Regions from separate parts of the Zea mays genome. Here region 2 is linked to region 1. A link is a contact called in public Hi-C data. All regions are on one chromosome and are shown on one strand. The core of a region is the stretch at or near the end of the contact, and the rest is flanking DNA. Distances in the headings are between cores, read along the strand shown. Region 1 holds the start of LOC100191388. Region 2 holds the start of LOC103649828.

The links. Hi-C and Micro-C count contacts between places; a contact is called where the count stands out from the background.
Region 2: a contact with region 1 is called in a Hi-C map of bundle sheath, with 5 times the contacts expected there. The contact joins the promoter of LOC103649828 here to the promoter of LOC100191388 in region 1. A contact is called at or near these places in 6 of 25 Hi-C or Micro-C datasets (bundle sheath, ear, endosperm and 3 more).

Annotation. Positions count from the first base shown.
Region 1 is chr3:21,604,826-21,610,905 of Zm-B73-REFERENCE-NAM-5.0, forward strand. LOC100191388 reads left to right here and starts at 3,664. Exons shown (of 1, transcript NM_001136822.2): 1 at 3,664-6,080. The coding sequence starts at 3,744.
Region 2 is chr3:21,916,963-21,923,042 of Zm-B73-REFERENCE-NAM-5.0, forward strand. It overlaps LOC103649828, which reads left to right and starts at 2,703. Exons shown (of 1, transcript NM_001364399.1): 1 at 2,703-3,852. The coding sequence starts at 2,885. The coding sequence ends at 3,526. LOC103649829 reads right to left here. Exons shown (of 3, transcript XM_008675532.4): 2 at 5,863-5,989; 3 at 4,379-5,391. The coding sequence ends at 4,706.

The sequences.
Region 1 (6,080 bases), core at 2,414-4,913:
CGTTCCACCCAGTTGGCAGGCCAGACGGTAGTCCGCGAGCCACAGTTCCGGTCTCGTCTCCCCCGAGTACTTTGTGATAGTAGTCGGGGGTCGGAACCGGGTCGGGAACGGCGCCCGTCGTATGGCCCGGCTGAAGGCCTGCGGACCGGGTGGTTCGGGCGAAGGACTCCGATCCTCCCCGCTGTCGTAGCATCCCCCACGCCTGGGGTGGTAGCCTCGGCGCACCCTCTCGTCGAGGTGGGCTCGACGGTCGCGGTGATGGTGCTCGTTGCCGAGGCGACCCGGGGCCGCAGGCGCTGTGTTGCGCGTGCGCCCGGTGTAGACCGAGGCTTCCCGCATGAATCAGGAAGTCGCGACATGAGGTTCCGAGGGGTACCCCTGCCTTCGGGAGGCAGAGCTCTCGGCCCGTTGGACCGCGGCGCCTTCCAGGAGATTCTTGAGCTCTCCCTGGATTCGCCGCCCCTCGGTGGTTGATGGCTCTGGCATCGCGCGGAGGAGCATTGCTGCTGCAGCCAGGTTCTGGCCGACCCCACTAGATGCGGGTGGCGACCTGACCCTGACGTCATCGGCGGTGCGGTGCTGGAAGCCCTGGGGCAGATGACGTATTTCTCCGGCCGGAGGTTGGCCCGCCCATGCCTGCCCGACGTCCCGGCGGATCGGCTCAAGCGCTCCTTCTCCCTCGTCGAGCCTGGCCTGCACCCCGCGGATTTGCTCGAGCTGTGGGTCATGGCCCCCCGCCTGAACGGGGACCACAGCTAGCTCCCGTGGGATGTCAACGCGAGGCACCGGCCTAGGGAGATCACCGTCCTCCGGCATGCCGAGATGGTTGCCTTCGGAGGGACCCCCTAGATCGACGTGGAAACATTCGCGGCTTGGGCCGCAGTCCTCGTCGCAGTGGAAGGAGTATCATGTTGTAGCCGCCGTTGAGGGACATGAACTCAAGGCTCCCGAAACGGAGCACCGTCCCGGGTCGGAGAGGTTGCTGGAGACTGCCCATCTGGAGCTTGACGGGAAGCTGTTCGTCAACACGCAGCAGGCCCCTACCTAGCGCGCCAACTGTCGGCGTTTCGAGACCGGGGGGTCCCTAAGCCGACGAGTGAAATGTCGCCGCGTGCCCCAACCCAGATGGGTCAGCGCGAGGCCGAGCGCGAAGGGGGGAAGCGAGGTGGCCGGAGATGGGCGTGAGAGAGGTGGAAATCCCGCGGCCTTCGTGTTCGTCCCGCGCCCAGGTCGGGTGCGCTTGCAGTAGGGGGGTTACAAGCGTCCACGCGGGAGAGGGAGCGAGCGGCCTCACGCGAGTGCCTGTCTCGTCCTCGTCCCCGCGCGGCCAACCCTCCCTAAGAGGGCCCTGGTCCTTCCTTTTATAGGCGTAAGGAGAGGATCCAGGTGTACAATGGGGGGTGTAGCAGAGTGCTACGTGTCTAGCGGAGGAGAGCTAGCGCCCTAAGTACATGCCGTTGTGGCAGCCGGAGAGATTTTGGCACCCAGCTGGTGTGATGTCGTGGCCGTCGGAGGAGCGATGGAGCCTGTCGGAGGGACAGCTGTTGGAGCTATTGAGTCCTTGCTGACATCCTCCCGCTTTCGTAAGGGGGCTGAGAGCCGCCGTCGTCACAGAGTATGCGGGGTGCCATCATTGCCTATCTCGCGGAGCAAGCCAGATGGGACGCCGGTCTTGTTCCCCGTGGCCCGAGTCGGCTCGGGGTAGGGTGATGATGGCGCCTCCTGTTGACGTGGCTGGTCTACGCCCTAGGTTGGGCGATGTGGAAGCTCCTCCGAAGCCGAGGTTGAGTCTGTCTTCCATGGCCGAGGTCGAGTCCGAGCCCCTGGTTCGGGCGAGGCGGAGACCGTCGGCTGAGGCTAGGGCGGAGTCCGAGCCCTGGGGTCGGGCGGAGCGGAGTTCGTCGTCTTCTGGGGCTGAGCCCAAGTCCGAGCCCTGGGTCGGGCGGAGTGGAGTTCGCCGTCTTCCGGGGTTTAGCCCGAGTCCGAGCCCTGGGTCGGGCGGAGCGGAGTTCGCCGTCTTCCGGGGCTTAGCCCGAGTCCGAGCCCTGGGTCGGGCGGAGCGGAGTTCGTCGTCTTCTGGGGCTTAGCCCGAGTCCGAGCCCTGGGTCGGGCGGAGCAGAGTTCGTCGTCTTCTGGGGCTGAGCCCAAGTCCGAGCCCTGGGTCGGGCGAAGCGGAGCTTCCTATGGTGCCTCCGGCCGTGCCTGACTGCCTGTCAGCCTCACTCTGTCAAGTGGCACCGCAGTCGGAGCGGCGCAGGCGGCGCTGTCTTTCTGTCAGGCCGGTCAGTGGAGCGGCGAAGTGACGGCGGTCACTTCGGCTCTATCGGCTGGGGGGCGCGTGTCAGGATAAAGGCGTCAGGCTGCCTTTGCATTAAATGCTCCTGCGATTTGGTCGGTCAGTGCGGCGATTTGGCCAGGGTTGGTTCTTGGCGAAGGCAGGGCCTCGGGCGAGCCGGAAATATGTTCGCCGCTGGAGGGGGGCCTCGGGCGAGACGGAGATCCTCCGGGGTCGGCTGCCCTTTTCCGAGGCTAGGCTCGGGCGAGGCGTGATCGAGTCCCTCGAATGGACTGATCCCTGACTTAATCGCACCTATCAGGCCTTTGCAGCTTTATGCTGATGGGGTTCTTAGCTGAGAATTAGGAGCCTTGAGGGTACCCCTAATTATGGTCCCCGACAATTACATAAGTTGGAGTTTATGTGCAAGCCAGAAACTCCTCGAATCTAGCTCAACATTTTGTTGAAATTGTTTTATGATGAAGCTAGAAAATCGAAGCTAAAATTCTTAAAGTGAAGCCCTCCCAAACAGACCATAAATATAGACTTAGTTAGGTTTAATAAGTTCATCTCGTCTTTTAGTCTTTATCTTCATCTGTGTAACTATCTTTATAATTAAACTATATTTAATTCTCGTAATTATCATTAAAACATTCAATGTAATATGAACTAAACTTTTGTTTGGTGGAATCAAACATCCTCTAAGCTTTTCATTCCTCATAGCAAAAATATATCTGACGACGGACACTGTCCCAAGAAAATCTGATCATGGAATACTCATTGTTTGGTTTAACTTTTTTCTGATGAGCTTATTTAAGAATTTACTCGTGAGAAAAATCTAGGTATCATAGAATTTACGTGCGGGGAAAAGATGATGATGTTTATAGGGTTTAGGATATATGAAGTAACAAAAAATCCTTCTATCATGTTAGCTCGGTCGATTATGCGTTCACATTGATTTGGATTATTTTCACCAAAGTAATTGTTATAAAAATGGACTGAAAAACTAGACATTTAACGGTCTATAATAACTTTTGATAACAGAATCTGGATTTTAGACCCTATTCGTTTTCACGGATTGGAGGCCCGAAATAATTTTTAGCCGAATTGTTTTTTTAATTTATATAATAAGTTTTAATAAATTGGAATGAATCCTGGTTCAATCCCGGATAAATGAACGTGCCCTTATGCTGAAACAAATCGTGTCCGTATCGAGCTTGTTCTGTTGAGCTTGCTGCAGATTTGCAGCAGAGCTGCGGCCGCTAGTGCAGCAACCAGCAAACCATCTCAGTAGGTAAAGCTAAAGCGAAAAGGCCCATCAAATTCGGTCCAATTTAAGGATTTAAACAGGCCGGCCTTTTATTACCTTAGGGTTTGCTCTTACCACTACGGGGAAGCCAGACGCCCAGACTGCAGTGCAAGTCATCACTCGGCTCGTTTCCCGAACCTTCCTCCTCGACTTATCCCCATGGGCAAGTCCGGCGCAAAAAAGAAGAAGCCGGCCACCGCCGCCGCCGCCGCCGCCGCAAAGCCGCCGCCCGCCTCGGTTGAGCTGAAGGCAACGCCGTCCTCGTCTTCTTTACCCGCGGCGAACGGTGCGGCGCCCCACCAGGTGGTGGACGCGGGCGTCCTCTTGCGCCGCGCACACGAGCTCAAGGAGGAGGGCAACCGCCTGTTTCAGTCGCGCGACTACGCCGGGGCGCTGCGCCAATACGAGCTGGCGCTCCGCCTCGCCCCGCGCGGCCATCCCGACCGCGCCGTCTTCCACAGCAATCGCGCGGCATGCCTCCTCCAGCTCCGCCCCGTAGACCACGAGGCCGTCGCGCAGGAGTGCTCCCTCGCGCTCCAGGCCGAGCCACGCTTTCCGCGCGCTCTCCTCCGCCGCGCCCGCGCGCTCGAGGCGCTCGGCCGCCACGAGCTCGCCCTCGCCGACGCGCTGGCGCTCCTTGCGCTCGACCCTGACCACCGCGAAGCCATCGACCTCTCCTACCGACTACGCTCCCGTGTCAACGCATCCTCTGCTGCCTCCGCTTCCTCGGCACCCGAGCCCACCAGCCGGCCCTCCCCCGCTGCCCTTGGTGCCTCCGCCGTTGTCGCCGGACTTGGCCATTCCCTCCCCGCTCGCTCATTCCCTAAGAAACAACCACCACCAGCCTCTCCTGCTAACTTGCAGCCAAATCTCGCAGTGATTCCAAAATCTAACCCGCCACCGTTGCCCAAGCTGGTGCCTTTCTCCAATTCTCCGCCATCTTCAACCAAGCCTTTGGCTGCAGATAGCTCCGAGAAGGCCATGACGCCTCCAGTTGCCTCTTTGCTACCGGAAAGAGCGGCACCACTTATAAATAAAAAGGTTGTGACGAGATGGAGGCCTCTCAAGCTGGTGTATGACCACGACATTAGGCTTGGGCAGGTTCCAGAGAAATGCAGCTTCCGAACACTTCGTGAGTTTGTAGCTAAGAGGTTCCCATCATCCAAGGCAGTGTTGATTAAATATAAGGATGCTGATGGTGATCTAGTTACCATCACATCAACAGAAGAGCTCCGGTTAGCTGAATTATTCATTGATAAAGTTGGCCACGAGGTTGTAGAAAATGGGAGGGAGGATGACAATAAGCTCCCGGTGTTGAGGCTGCACCTTGTTGAAGTTAGCCCAGAACAGGAACCAACTTTGCCATTGGAAGAAGAGAAGTTGGAGGAGGATGAGGAATTGTTGATCAATGGTGAAGATAGCACTTTACATGCTTTAGCAGTGGTAACCGACGCAGAGGTGGTGAAGCAAGATGTTGAGAACAGATCTGCTGATCAAAGTGTGGAGACAGGGAAGAATGATTGTGGCCATGCCGAGTGCAAGGAAGCTGAGATTGATGATTGGTTGCTTCAGTTTGCAGATTTGTTCCGGAACCAGGTTGGGATTGATGCAGATGCACATTTAGACCTGCATGAGTTGGGCATGGAGCTGTGCTCCGAGGCTCTCGAGGAAACTGTGACAAGCATGGAGGCTCAGGTCCTTTTTGAGTTGGCTGCTTCTAAATTTCAGGAGGTTGCTGCTTTGGCCTTATTCAATTGGGGAAATGTGCACATGTGTGAAGCAAGGAAGCGCATCCCTCTCGATGAATCTGCTCCAAAGGAAGTCATGGCTGCTCAGCTCCGCACAGCTTATTATTGGGTGAAGGAGAGGTATGCTCTTGCAGGGCACAAATATGAGGAGGCCCTTAAAATCAAGCCAGACTTCTATGAAGGGCTTCTTGCTTTAGGCCAGCAACACTTCGAGACTGCAAAGCTTCATTGGTCATATGCACTGGCAGATAAGGCTGACCTATCTACCTGGGATTCTTTGGAAACATTCAAGCTTTTTGATAGCGCTGAGCAGAACATGAGGGCTGCAACAGAGATGTGGGAGAAGGTGGAAGAACAGAGAATGGCAGAGTTAAAAGAACCAGGCGCATGTGATAAGGATGGGGTACTGAGGAAAAGGCAGCACGGTGCAGGTGGTCAACCGGAGTTGACACCAGAAGAAGCAGCTGAGCAGGCAGCAGTAATGAGGCAACAGATTCACCTCTTCTGGGGTAATATGCTTTTCGAGCGTTCCCAAGTGGAGTTTAAGCTCAGTGTTGGTGACTGGAAGACAAATCTTGATGCATCTGTTGAAAGGTTTAAGTTGGCTGGAGCTTCAGAATCAGATATTTTGACAGTGTTGAAAAATCACTTTTCTAATGTAGCCTCTGAGTGTGAAGAGAAGAAAGTCATGACTTCAGGCACAGAAATTTCCCAAACAAATGACAATGTTGAGGATAAGTGTGTGGTT
Region 2 (6,080 bases), core at 1,453-3,952, 310 kb after region 1:
AAACATATCTGAGTACTAAGTTCGGTTGGGGGCAAGGCAGGAGAATAGCTGCAGCTGCAACCTGCCGTCGATCCCAAAATGGCCTCCTGAGCGATTTTTTTTCTTCAAAAACTAAAGAGAGTTTCAGATCAAAGAGTAAGGTAAAGACGAAGCCATCTTTACAGCAACTTCTATCAAAATGCCGGTACATAGCCATGAAAAAGCAACAAAAAAAAGGCAAGGCAATATCAGAAAAGGAATTCTTCGTTGCCTAGAAAAGACATACATGAACATCATTGACGGTCACCTCATTTGTCTTCATATATACTACATCAGACCATGTGCCATGTACTATCTATCCAGGTATATCTAACCATAATCCATGGTTTTGAAATAATCATGTGGACGGTTAGTGCTCATTAATTTTGTATTAAACCACTTTTCCATTTTCATGATGTCCTTTTTAGGTGCTTGTGGGGGTCTTGAAAAAACTAGATGACATATGTTCTCGATTCTACAGGCAAGATGGTCATTTCGAAAATAAATAGAGACTGATCAAATGGAAGATTATTTGTCAACATAAAGAATATAGCGGATTGGGGGTAGCCAATCTAGCCATTAAGAACATTTACTTAGCAAATTGCTTTTTAGATTATTCAATGAAGATGGTACATTGGTACATGGCGGAAAATTGTTCAAAATAAATATTTAGGATCCAAATCGCTTACGCAAGTCGTGGGAAGACCAAGTGACTCATATTTTTTGTATGGGTTCATGAATATTAAAGCAGAATTCTTGAGATGGGGCAGGTTTAGAGGAGGCGATAGTCATGCGACCAGGTTTTGGATTGACCGATGGATACCATTTTCCTAATCTTTTTAATATTGTGCTTAAAAGGAACGCTTTAGTCAAGGATGTTATGAATGGAAATATATCCAACCTATCTTTCATAAAGCTATTGTTGGGGTAAAATTGGTTGGGTGGCAGTATTTATCAAATTTAATGGCATTTGTTACTTTAGGACAATCGAGAGACAAATTCTTTTGGGCACTGAAAGGGAAATTGCCTCAACATTTTCTATAATCGATTTTGGTGTTTGACGACCATCACAAACCTTATGGACTAACTAGTTTGTCCAGTTAATCATTTGTCAGGTGGATAAGTTTATCTACAACTATTCTAAGTCGACTGTCCGTAATATTCCGGACAGGAGAAGATTTTTTGGAAAAACACCTATGCGCGGACCGTCCGCGACACCAGAGTGTGCCTCGGACAGAAACACTGAAAAAACACAAGTTAACACTACCGACTGTCCGATGGAGAAGCGAGCACCGTCTGAGACCAAGCACGGACCGTTCGGCCTCAGGCGCGGACCGTCCGATCGTTGTAAAACCAGAAAAAACTCGAAGGTGACGTGTTCGGTATAATTCATTTTAGCGTCCTCGCGGACCGTCCGGGGTGCACGACCGGACCGTCCGCGAGTGCTGTATCTGACATCTGACGATGCATTAAATGCTCTATAGCCGTTGACACAATTCCGGAAAATTCCGAGACACAATTCCAGAAAATTCCGAGACACAAATCCGGTAATTTCCGACAAAAACCGGTAACCGAAGGAAACGGTCGGTAAAACACCACGCCGATTTCGATAGAAAATTCCGAAAACCGATTCCGTTTTTGAAAAATACCGTTACCGGTGAATCCGATCGAAAAATTTCGAAATCAATTTCCGGAATACTGAAAAAATTTGAAACCGTTTTCATCCCTAGCAGCAGTCAAGTAGGCAGCGCGAGTGTCGCGGACTTTTGCAGGCGTGGATCCTACAGTCGCTTGCAGGCATGGAGACTGGAGATGACGTGACAACCTGACGCCAAACGTGGGTGGAACGGAGGTCGGGGAGCGGCTGGTTTTAGGGTTTTTAGGGTCGAAAAAGGAAAGGGGGAGGGAGACTGACTTGAGGCAACGGCTAGCCTCGGTTCGAAGCGCGAAAAGAGACCGGCCGCCAGCTCAGAGCACGGCTCGGGCTCGCCGCTCGCCACTGATCCGACAAAAAAAACCACCGCCCACGGCCAGCGCTTTCCAGCTGCGAACCCCACCCACCAGTCCGCCACTCAATCGACCACGGCAAGGAGCGCGCGCACGGCGCGCCCCTGCCCTGGCTGCTCCAGTCGGTCGCCATCGGTCGGTGTGGTTTGCACGGCGATCCGTCTGTTGGTTCCTACCACTGCTGCCAGCCGCAGCACTTGCTCCGGCTACGTACGTACACCGTGTAATGGTAATCATGTGGATCAACGGTTTTCGCCGTGTGCTAATCACGGACCAGTGGCCCCTACGCGGTATACGAGCAGAGTGTTGAAAACCGATTGACGAGGCAGGATATTAGCTACTAGGATTCTGCGAACGCGTACGCCGTGGCGATAGTAAATACCATCTGTGCTTTGCTAAAAACTTGAATGAATGCGGCGACCGGCGAGGCTACGAGATCGCGATCAGATGCACCCGAAATGATGTAATAATGGTGATGGCCAGCGAAATCCGGATCCAGGAAAGAAAAACATCATTTCAATGCGAGTTAATCCCGATCCTGGTAGACATTATCGAAAAGGCTGCACACCACGATTACTCTGCCGACTACTTAACTTTCCTCTGTACGCACGGCACGATCCATCCATCCAGCGGCAGGGCAGGGCAGCGGCTGCACAGGAGCCGTGCCGTGCCGTGCCGTGCCGCTGCACCCCAAGCCCCACCACCGTCCACCACCATAAAACACCCGCACACCACCACTCTCACTCTCGCAGTCGCAGCAACCAACTCGGTCGGTCCGCGCCCGCCCGCCCGCCCGCCTCCGTTGGCCATTTGAATGTGAGAAAGAGAGGGACCAGTGATCCGTCGTCGGTCGCCGGCCATGCCGAGATCCTCCTCCAGCCCCGGCTCCGGCTCCAAGCGCATCCTGGGGAGGGCGATGGCCGCGATCCTGGCGCTGCCGCTGACCCCGATCACCAAGGCCAAGCTCGGCCTGCTGCTCTTCAAGAAGCGCGCCTCCGCCGCCGCGGGCAGGCGCCGCTGCTACAAGCCGTTCCGCCACTACAACTACGCCTACGTGGGCGAGTACCAGTTCTCGCCCTCCCGCTCCCCGCTGCTCCCGGCCCCGCCCCCCGGCGTCACCACCTGGCGGAGGGCCGCCGCCGCCGCCGCCAGGAGGCGCCGGGGCAGGGCCAGGATGGTCCTCGCCTCCCTCTTCTGTGGCGGCGGCGGCGCCGACGAGCTCGACGTCGCCGTGCTGGACGGCCTCGCGCGTCGCACCGACGGGCGCGCGGAGAGGGACCAGCTGGTGGTGCTCGCCCCGGCTCTCGAGTGGGCGCGCGGCCGCGACGACGGTGCAGCCTACGCCTGCAGCAGCAACGACGAGGATGAGGAGGTGGCGGTTGTGGACTACGGGGAGGAAGGCGACGTGGAAGTGGACGACCGCGCCGAGCGCTTCATCGAGCGGTTCTACCAGGAGATGAGGCTGCAGAGGCAGCGCTCTCTGGTCCAGCGCCTGCTCTAGAGACATTCGTCCGTTGCTGCTGCTTCAATTCCTTGGTCGATCGGGCAGAACCAGTCGTGGTTGTCGCTGCTATCTTAGCTGCACTTCGGTTAAATCTCTCCGTATCTTGCATTTGCGTCGTTCCATGTTTTTTTGCTTCTCATGTGGCAATTCTCTTGTCTGTGGAAGGAGACATTCGTCTCCCCTGCTGTTGTACTGTTACTTCTAGTCCTTACCTATATAATCCATCCTTGTGTTGCAATGTTCATTTTTTTTTGGGGGGTAGTGTTTTGAGTTTGTACAATTATTACAAAGCATGCGTGCTACACACCTGTTTCTATTAGCACAAAATGCCAACTTCTGATTTCAAAATCGACATCGTGGATTCTTTAATTCGGAACTGGAAAGGAGCGGCTACCAGAGCAAATCATGGAAAACGATCAGGATATATAATGTGGGGATGACAAGTCGAAGAGCAGCTGACGGTCAGCTGTCTCGTATCCTGGATAGATTAAGCGAATCGAGGAGTGCCTTTTCGACAGAGTACTGCTTCGAGAACTGGCTCTGATTTGTTCTCTAATTCCTGCTTGTTTCCTGCCGAGTATCCTCCACTTGACCGGACAGTCCACAAGCTGACAAGCTGCACAAGTCCAGAAATAAATAAATAAATAAATAAATAAATATTATATTATATTTAACATTTCCGATTCAATTATTGGTAAACTCATCATGCCAAAAAGGTCGAACATGTTGCTTTTGAATTCTCTCGATTGCATCGTGAACTCGGGATTCAGAGTGTGATCTTAGAGCAGAACATGTGCTAACATGGGCAAACTAACGGTCTTCTAATTCGTGCTTAGCACTAGATCCAGCAAAAAAAGTGCCTTTTTCATCACACACAACAAAACGTACCCTGGCGTACAATGTTGTTATCAGCTGGGTAAAAAGAGGAGCGACGAAAAGAAAAAAAAAGCGCCAAAAGTAGGAGACACTTTTAGGCTTTAGCACGTTTCGGTTACAGCATACAAAGGGCAAAACAACCGGGAGGTCCTTCAACCTTACATGGCTCTGTACAAAATTTGCTGCAGGGAAAAAAAAACAAAGATATCCGCAGTATCTCTTATTTATACGTAATTGATCATGCGAGCAGAAAGTCCAAACATGTCAATATCTCACATACAGCAGCCAATACGCCGTGTTTCACCACAGGTCGAGTGCGAACTCACCGGCAAGCGCCTCAAGAATGTCGTTCTCGATTGCAATGCTTATGTCAAATGCTTCAACCTGGCTTGCATCCCACCTGTCAGTCACTTGGTCCACTTCTTTGTCAGAGACTTGTCTAAGAGCAGTCCCACTCGACTCCCTCCAGTTGCCGATGTCTTCCAATACCTGGCGCTTCAGCAGGTCCTCGCTCAAACTGAGAGGCAGGCTCAGCCAGGCCTTGTATCCACATTTGCCGAAATTGCAGAATTTTGAATCCAGTGACTCTATGATGCAGTCAAACAGGAAGTTGGTACGTTGATACTTCTTATCTTCAGTGAAACCTGAATACTCTCCTCCACTAAACATATCCATGGTGTTTTCCAGCATTTCGACAATGAAAGGGTGGAGTGGGAGACCTGATGCTGTGCTACGCGAGAGGCTACTGCCCACAAGCAGTTCAGCATTTGAAATAGCTTCTCTAATGCTGCAGAGCCTGGATTCTAAGATGTTGAAATCATGTGCAAGAAAATTCTGTAAACATGATAACTTGTCATTGTCACGGTGTGTTTCTTCAGCATCAGTTTTCCTCGTGTCAATTGACATTGCTAAATCGACAATGTCAGACTCCAAATTAAAGAGATCTTCCATTTTGTTCTCAATTGACATGATTAAGTCTTTTCCTTCTGAAAGCAAGAATATAGAGTTCATTAACACACAAGTGCTACTGCTGCCAAAATAGCATGACCAAAACTTATATAGTGCATGCCCAAAATTTACAGGCTCATTCCATTCTACCACTCATGATAATTCTGAACTAAGCGCTATAAACTCTAATCAGAGCAGCCACTTACAAGCACCTTTTTTTTGCAAGAAATGCCGAATTGTAGGCCAATTGACAATCTGGCTGACAATAAGTAAGCATCTCGCCCTGGTACAGTTCAATGTTAATTTCCTAAATGGTTGGTCTCTGACAAACATGCCACTGAATTTGGCACTACAGTATCTAAAACATGCTACACCTCTCAGTTTTTTGGTAGGCAGAACTTGGTTTCTCGTTTGACATTTCACTAATACGTTTGATAACTCGAAGCACTGAACAAACAAACAATACAAGTATCTAGTATAGAAAAGGCCAAGGTAATAGAAATATTTACCATTTTTTTCAACTGGACTTCCTAAAGAAGTATCATTTGAGAAGGATGCTTCAAGGACTGACGTTGGACTTGGCTGATTGGGCTCATTGTTTAATGATGCGGCAGAAGAATCAACATCTTGTTCACCCTGTACATAGAATGAAAGAGGATGTCTAAACAGTTACAAAAGAATAGTTAATTCGTCAACTTGTACAAAATTGTTCTGGAAGCTACCAATT